Regions from separate parts of the Pan troglodytes genome. Here region 2 is linked to region 1. A link is a contact called in public HiChIP or PLAC-seq data. All regions are on one chromosome and are shown on one strand. The core of a region is the stretch at or near the end of the contact, and the rest is flanking DNA. Distances in the headings are between cores, read along the strand shown. Region 1 holds the start of FOXD1 (forkhead box D1). Region 2 holds the start of FCHO2 (FCH and mu domain containing endocytic adaptor 2).

Region 1 (3,911 bases), core at 566-3,065:
TGCTGATTAATGTTGGCTCAGGTTAATGCTCAGCCTATTACAGTAATTAAATTGTTCACCCATATATCAAACAAGAGTTAATGAAAAATAATTTATTTAGAACATCGAGGCTTTCTCATAGATTGTTCAAAGACCTATGATAACCTTTATGGGTCACTTGTAAGAGTAACTGGTGGTAGCAGTCCTCAGCAACAAAAACTCGATTTTAATAGAGGTCTTTAGATGGGGAAACAGTTTATTTTTGAGGCTCTGTGATTGACAGCGGTAGTAATGACACGTTTCAGAATGTGAAAAGTACTTGGTCGATAAAATGATATACACAAGGGCAGCTGATGGCTGTTCCTACAGAACGCCATTGAATTTTGATTCTTAGTTCTTGTCAAGGGGTCATTTTAATCAGAAAGTTAAACTTTTGGGACAAGCTCCCCTCTTTGAAATAGAAGCATTTTAGGAAATGCACAAATAAGTGAATGTGAATTCAACAAACTATTAGGATTTTTCCACTAGCCAAAATAGCTCGTTTGAGTTGGTGATAAAGATAGGTATATTTTTTAAAGCATCATATCTTAATTATTTCCACTATCTTGTCACCCGAAAAGAAAACTGAATTGAGCGGAACTTTAATCTCATAAAAAAATTTTCATCTCACCAGAAAGGATTAACAATATTTAAGGATTTTCCAAAAACACATTTTTAAAAAGTTTATCTTAAAGTCATCTATCATTATAGTTTCTATTAATAAGCCTCAGTAGAAATATGTATATGTTATGTAAGTATTTTGAGATTACTATGAAAAGTGCTGACTAGAATGTTCCTCCTACTGAGAACTATATAGCCCCATTATGAACGAACTTCTGTTTTTTTTTTTTTTTTGAGGCGGAGTTTCGCTCTTGTTGCCCAGGCTGGAGTGCAGTGGCACGATCTCGGCTCACTGCAACCTCCGCATCCCGGGTCCAAGCGATTCTCCTGCCTCGGCCTCCCGAGTAGCTGGGATTACAGGCGCCGCCTACTAATTTTTTTCTATTTTTAGTAGTGACGGGGTTTCACCATGTTGGCCAGGCTGGTCGAACTTTCTAGTAGTTTCTAGGTGCAATTTTTGTGCGTGTATTTGGGTTTTCACTAAAATTTTCAATTTCTTCTCCGAATTCAATTATTACGTTCTTTATTCCCATGACATTTGTCAGATCGTCTCATTAGAGTGGCTTAGTTTAACTGTCAAGTCTCTAGGGCATTCAATCGCAGAGAAGTGAGTAAAACGCCAGTCTCACAGCGTTTTTATTAACAGATGGCGGAAAACAAACGTCTTTGGAGTAAAACCGAAGAGAATGGGTTAAAGGGTCAATAAACAATTATTGCCGTGCTTAAATTGGGGGGCTTCGCATCAGATCCAATGGGGGGCCGCTCGCCCGATCTGGAGGGGCTGGACACCCCCAACCGACCCCAGAGCGTCCCCCAGGGGCCACCTCAGAGGATGGGGTGGTTATCCCCCGGCTGGAAGGCTCCTACAGGCTGTCGAGGGGTCAAACCAGAGTGTCGCGGGTGTGCTTCTGAGGTTAGGGTGGAGGACTAATTGAGGAGGCTGGGAAGTCTAACTCGTGCAGCGGCCCTCGGTGCAGACAGCCGCGTAATTCGGGCATCAGCCTCTTTGGCAAGAAATAGTGAGGTCCCCTCTCCTCCCCACTCTTCTCAGCTGCTGCCTCCCTCCTACGGGTGAATTTTCTCTCCCGAGAAGGGCTGATTTCCTAGGCTTGCTTTCCTTCCCTCGGCAGCGCTCTGACGTGCACACCATGTGACAGGCCCCCTTCTGCTATAAGCCGAGGAAGGTCCGCCCTCTCCTGGACTCAGCCCTGGCCTCGCCGAGCTCTGTTCTTAGACTCTCACCCGTCCCGCACGTTCCTGGGCGCCTGGCGTTCTGATTCGCCCGCCCGGGCCCCGCCACCCCCTCCTCAACCGACGGGGCAAAAGCTGCTCCGAGAGAAGAAGGTCAAGTCCTCCGCCCGGGCCGGGCGCGAGCGGAGCCCAGGGAGCGCAGCATCCGCGCGGCTACCGCGGCGGCGCAGGAGTTACAAAGTCGGCGCGCGAGACTCCGCCGCCACCCGGCAGCCCCGGCGCAGCTCCGGCAGCCGCAGTCGCAGCGCCCCCAGCGTGGCGCCCCCCGGCCGGGCCTGCCGCCCGGGACCCGGGCTGGGGCGCAGAGGGAGCCCGAAGCCCGGCGCCCCCATGCGCCGCCCCGCCGCCGCCGCGCCACAGCTATGACCCTGAGCACTGAGATGTCCGATGCCTCTGGCCTCGCCGAGGAAACAGACATCGACGTGGTGGGGGAGGGCGAGGACGAAGAAGACGAGGAAGAGGAGGACGACGACGAGGGCGGCGGTGGCGGGCCCCGGCTGGCTGTCTCCGCGCAGCGGCGGCGGCGGCGCTCGTACGCCGGGGAGGACGAGCTGGAGGATCTAGAGGAGGAGGAGGACGACGATGACATCCTGCTGGCCCCGCCTGCTGGGGGCTCCCCGGCGCCCCCGGGCCCGGCCCCGGCGGCGGGGGCAGGAGCCGGTGGGGGCGGCGGCGGCGGCGGCGCGGGCGGCGGCGGCAGCGGCGGCGGCGGGAGCGCGGGTAGCGGCGCCAAGAACCCGCTGGTGAAGCCGCCCTACTCGTATATCGCGCTCATCACTATGGCCATCCTGCAGAGCCCCAAGAAGCGGCTGACGCTGAGCGAGATCTGTGAGTTCATCAGCGGCCGCTTCCCCTACTACCGGGAGAAGTTCCCCGCCTGGCAGAACAGCATCCGCCACAACCTCTCGCTCAACGACTGCTTCGTCAAGATCCCCCGCGAGCCCGGCAACCCGGGCAAGGGCAACTACTGGACGCTGGACCCGGAGTCCGCCGACATGTTCGACAACGGCAGCTTCCTGCGCCGGAGGAAGCGCTTCAAGCGGCAGCCGCTGCTCCCACCCAACGCCGCGGCCGCCGAGTCTCTGCTGCTGCGCGGCGCGGGAGCCGCAGGGGGCGCGGGCGACCCGGCAGCCGCCGCCGCGCTCTTCCCGCCCGCGCCCCCGCCGCCCCCGCATGCCTACGGCTACGGCCCCTACGGCTGCGGCTACGGCCTGCAGCTGCCGCCTTACGCGCCTCCCTCGGCCCTCTTCGCCGCCGCAGCGGCCGCCGCCGCCGCCGCCGCCTTCCACCCGCACTCGCCCCCGCCGCCCCCGCCACCGCACGGCGCGGCCGCCGAGCTGGCCCGGACCGCCTTCGGCTACCGGCCACACCCGCTCGGCGCCGCCCTGCCCGGCCCCCTGCCGGCCTCCGCGGCCAAGGCGGGCGGCCCGGGCGCCTCAGCGCTGGCGCGCTCGCCCTTCTCCATCGAGAGCATCATCGGGGGCAGCTTGGGCCCGGCCGCCGCTGCCGCCGCCGCCGCGCAGGCCGCCGCCGCCGCTCAGGCCTCGCCCTCGCCCTCGCCGGTGGCGGCGCCGCCAGCTCCCGGATCCAGCGGAGGAGGCTGCGCGGCGCAGGCGGCCGTGGGCCCGGCGGCGGCGCTCACCCGATCCCTCGTGGCCGCCGCGGCCGCCGCCGCCTCCTCAGTCTCCTCGTCCGCCGCCTTGGGGACTCTGCACCAAGGGACTGCCCTGTCCAGTGTCGAGAACTTCACTGCTAGGATTTCCAATTGTTAATAACGCTATGTTAGCGCGCTCGAGGAAGAAGGTAGGAATCCCGGCTCCTTTTCTCGTCTTGGTGGTTCGGTGTTTTGTTCGCTCCTCCAGGCGCGGCCCCTCTCGACCTCGCGCGCCCATTTTCGCCGCTGCGAATTCTCGGACAAAACTGTCAACAGCCCGGGCGCGCTTTTTGGCTCTGCGGGTCCCTCTATTTATGCAAAGCCGACCTATGCTACAGCCCCCCAACCCCCGACCTGGGGTAGGGAG
Region 2 (3,911 bases), core at 449-2,948, 490 kb after region 1:
ACGAAAGATACCTGAGTAAACACGTTCCTTTCCTGTACATGGCTGAACTGTACTTCCCATTACAAAAAAAAAAAAAACAATAACTGCAGAAAAATACTCCACCGGGAGCCGGAGAAATTCTCAAAGAAGAATCTAATACTGAGCTAAGACAAGGGGTGGAAAGAATGAGGAAGGGGAAGGAGCACAGAGTAGGGGGAGGTCTCCATGCATTTAAGCCCAAGGAGTCCAGTTACATTAAATCCAACTTTTAAACGCTTTGTGAACAGGCCCAGAGGCAAAGTCCTGGGCGCAAACCCACGAGCCGAGCTGCGAGGCTGAGAGGAAGTGCTAGTCCAGCCCAACCCCGCACTGGATTTGGTGTGGAAACCGTCAGAGGTAAAAGGGATCGCTCAGATGGGGGGCCCGCGGTGAGGGCAGGAGGCAAAACCCCTCCGCCCGGCTCTTCCAGCCAGCGCGCAGCGGGAGGCGGCTGTGCCGCGGGCCCGTCCTTCGCGTCCGAGCTGCCGCGCACGCCCCGCGCGGAGCGCGGCACCGGGAGCCTCCGGTGGGGCTGGGTCCCGTCTCCCGCCCCATCCGGCGCTTTGTCCCAGCCCCGGCGGCCGGCGGCCCCGCTGCGGGCTCCCGGGCCGCGGTGACAGCCCCCGTCCCCATAGGGCTGCGAGCCCGGGAGTCCCTATAGGCTGGCGACCGGTCGCCCGCCGGACCTCACCCAGGCGGGACGCGGCAGGAGGACGCTCACCCTGCCGGAGGGGCCGCCGCCGCCGCCCGAAGCGCACGCAGGCCAAGCTCAGGCGCCAAAAGCCTTGGACTTCGAAACACACGACTTCCAACATCCTAAGCTTACCCAAAAATTATCGACGAAATACGCCATGACCATCGTGCCGCCGCCGCGCCGGGTTCCGCGTCCGCGCCCGCCCGCCGCTGTGTAAACACGGCCCGGCCCCCACAGCACCCCCGCCTTTCGCCGCCGCCGCCTTCTTCCCAGAGACCGGCCCGCACCTTCCAGGGCGCATGCGCCACCTAGCGGCTGCCGCCGAAGGGCGAGCACTTAGACGCCACGGCCACGGTGTGCGCATGCGCCCTGTCCCCATTCTCGGGTGTTGGTAGATCTCTCTGCATCCCGGGCGCGGCTGGGTTGAGTGTTCTCTTAGGAATGGTGGAGAACTGGGTCCTTGAGGAGCCACCAGGGAGACTGCTCGCACTGTTTGCGGTGCGACGGGCACTAGCCCAGGGACAGAGGGAAGAGAAGGGCCAGCCAGCGGCAGTGGAGTCGGCAGGCTGGCTGCCCACTCGCTTTCTCTCCTCACAAGACTCGCTTCCCCGGCCTTCGAGGATCTCGAACGGACTATAGTCTGGACTCGCTGGGCTGGAGGAAACTTGGCCGCTGGCCACCCGGAGGAGACTGAGAAGCCTTTGGTCAACAGGGCGCCTTTCCTTGAACCAAAACAAAACTTTCCGAAGCCGGAAAGGAAACGCCCAGTGTCGCCTGAGAGCCCTGGAGCTGCGCGAGACCCAGGCACTGAGTGCGGCCTCGGCCTCTGACCTCTAACACGCCGGGAACAAACCAGCTGGGGCGGCCCGCAGGCCTGCGGGAGCGGAATGTGACCCGAAACCGACGGACTTCCTGACCCATAGTCCATAGTTCTCTTTAGCAACTTGGACATTTTGGAAAAAGAAACAAGTCTTAACATGCCTCGACCTGATGGAAAAACTAAATCCCCTTCCTACACCTTGCTTTCCAAAAGTTAAAAAAAAATAATTAAACGCTATTAGAGGTCTCAAGTTCACTGTCACCAGATCAGCTAGGTCCAGAATCTTCAGTTCTTGAAGCCAAGCCCTACAAATAGATTTATTGTAGCATATCACACCTCTTCAGGTGACTTAAAACAATGAGAATTCATGAGAAATTATCTTCATCCTCAAGTAAAAATCATGAAGTGCCTTTCACAAGGATGAAATTGTAAGTGCTTGTTGAACAAGGAATAATTGGATAATGGTATTGTGGTCATACTTTTTAAGAATATCTGTTAGAAAGATATAGGGTGCAGAACATCTAGGATTTGCTGAAAGTCATTTATTATGGATAGGGGTATGAGTAAGGTCATAGATGAAAAGGGATGAAACAAGATTGGCCATAGTTGCTCTATTTTTGTGTATCTTGTTTCTTTATTTTGTTTCTTTAAAAAGTCCTCATATCACTGACATTTACACTTAGTTTTGGGGAAAGTCAAACTTAGAAATAAGCTACAGCTTTCTAAGATATCAGTCTAACTGGATTTTTCTCGATGCTGAAGAACTTTTTAAAAAATTCAGCCATCTAGGTCACACAGCAAATACCTTTGGCATTAAATTCCTAGTATCACTAAAGTACTCCCTCCCACCGCCGCGCCCCCCGCCCCCCCACCCCGCACCCTTAGACCTGGGCAAGAGAGACTTCTATCCTGGACTCCATGCTCTAAAGGAACTTACATATCACACACACACATTAATTAAAAAAAAAAAATGGGTGCCTCTGCCACTTGTGATCTGATACTGAACACTGGCTCATAACCATAAATTCTCTCTCCCAGTGAAGAACACTATTCAGGCCCCAGGAAAACTCTTCTTCCTATCTTTTGTCTTCTGTCCTCAAAACAAACGGTGAACTCCAAAAGCAGTGAAAATTTGTACATAGCATGGCTGCCCATTTCAGAGACTGCTTTGGAGTCAGAATTTGAGCAGCAGAAATGCTTAGGTAAGAGAGAAGACAAATTAACTTGTCAAATCCTTCATCTCAGCTTGAATGCTATAGATTCCTGCATGACAAAGTATTGTTTCTCAGTAGTATCAAGCATACATTTTCCTTTTGTTAGTGTTCCAATGTGTGGCTATTACCTACTGACAATTTAGTATAGTATTCACAATAGTTACTGGCCTTCATTCGCATTCTTCTGCTCCCCTAAAATTTAGGAGTAGATCTGGAATGAAAATAAGTATTCTGAGTATTTCAGGTATTTGCAAGGTTCATTAGGGCCGAAACACCATATCCTGTAATTGCCTGATGTTTAAGTTGTGGAACTTTATAGTAAACAGTGATTAAGGTGACTAAATTTCAGACAAGACTGTGTAGTATAGGAAGAGTGTGGATGGTATCAGCCTCCTTCTGCACTCTCAAGTGAGGTTTCCAGGGATGAACATACATTCTGGCAGAGCATAGATAAACTCCTGAGTGGGTAGTGCTGGGTGGGGTTACAGGCATGAGCCACCGAGCTTATATGCGTTAAAGTATTTGTGCCACACTCACTTAGACTTTGCTTATCAAAATGTATTTCATTTTGAAATTATTAAAAACCAACATAGATAACAACAGTGTACAAGTCACTGCCTATAATACCTGTCACTTAAGAGTCAGTAAATGTTCAGGGAATGAATGAATGATGACATCTATCATAAAAATGTCAAGGTAGATGAGACCTTGAATATGTAATAATTCCATTATCTTTTACACATTCTCTTTTTTTTTTTTTTTTGAGACAGAGTCTCGCTTGGTTGCCCAGACTGGAGTGCAGTGGTGCGATCTCAGCTCACTGCAACCTCCACCTCCCAGGTTCAAGCGATTCTCATGCCTCAGCCTCTCAAGCAGCTGGGACTACACATGCCCACCACCACGCCTGACTAATTTGTGTATTTTTAGTAGACACGGGGTTTCACCACGTTGGCCAGGCTGGTCTCGAACTCCTGACCTCAAGTGATCCGCCTGTGTGGGCCTCCCAAAGTGCTGGGGTTACAGGCATAAGCCACCGCGCCCAGCCTACTCATCCTCTTTAATTGGTGCTTGATCCTGGAGTTTGTAGAAAATGTCATTATTTAAGTTTTTGATTTAATTTTCTCATGTTACTTTAAATATATTCAAAAGAATTCTTGTGGGCTTG

What was found. HiChIP or PLAC-seq counts read pairs in DNA pulled down with a chosen protein or histone mark.
Region 2: a contact with region 1 is called in an H3K4me3 HiChIP or PLAC-seq map of stem cell-derived excitatory neurons, with 11 times the contacts expected there. The contact joins the promoter of FCHO2 here to the promoter of FOXD1 in region 1. A contact is called at or near these places in 1 of 7 Hi-C or Micro-C datasets (stem cell-derived neural progenitor cells) and 1 of 1 datasets of contacts at active chromatin or transcription factors (stem cell-derived excitatory neurons).

What each region holds. Positions count from the first base shown.
Region 1 is chr4:42,604,418-42,608,328 of NHGRI_mPanTro3-v2.0_pri, forward strand. FOXD1 (forkhead box D1) reads left to right here and starts at 1,816. Exons shown (of 2, transcript XM_016953158.4): 1 at 1,816-3,693. The coding sequence starts at 2,253. The coding sequence ends at 3,662.
Region 2 is chr4:43,098,121-43,102,031 of NHGRI_mPanTro3-v2.0_pri, forward strand. FCHO2 (FCH and mu domain containing endocytic adaptor 2) reads right to left here and starts at 1,699. Exons shown (of 23, transcript XM_054684296.2): 1 at 845-1,699. The coding sequence starts at 877.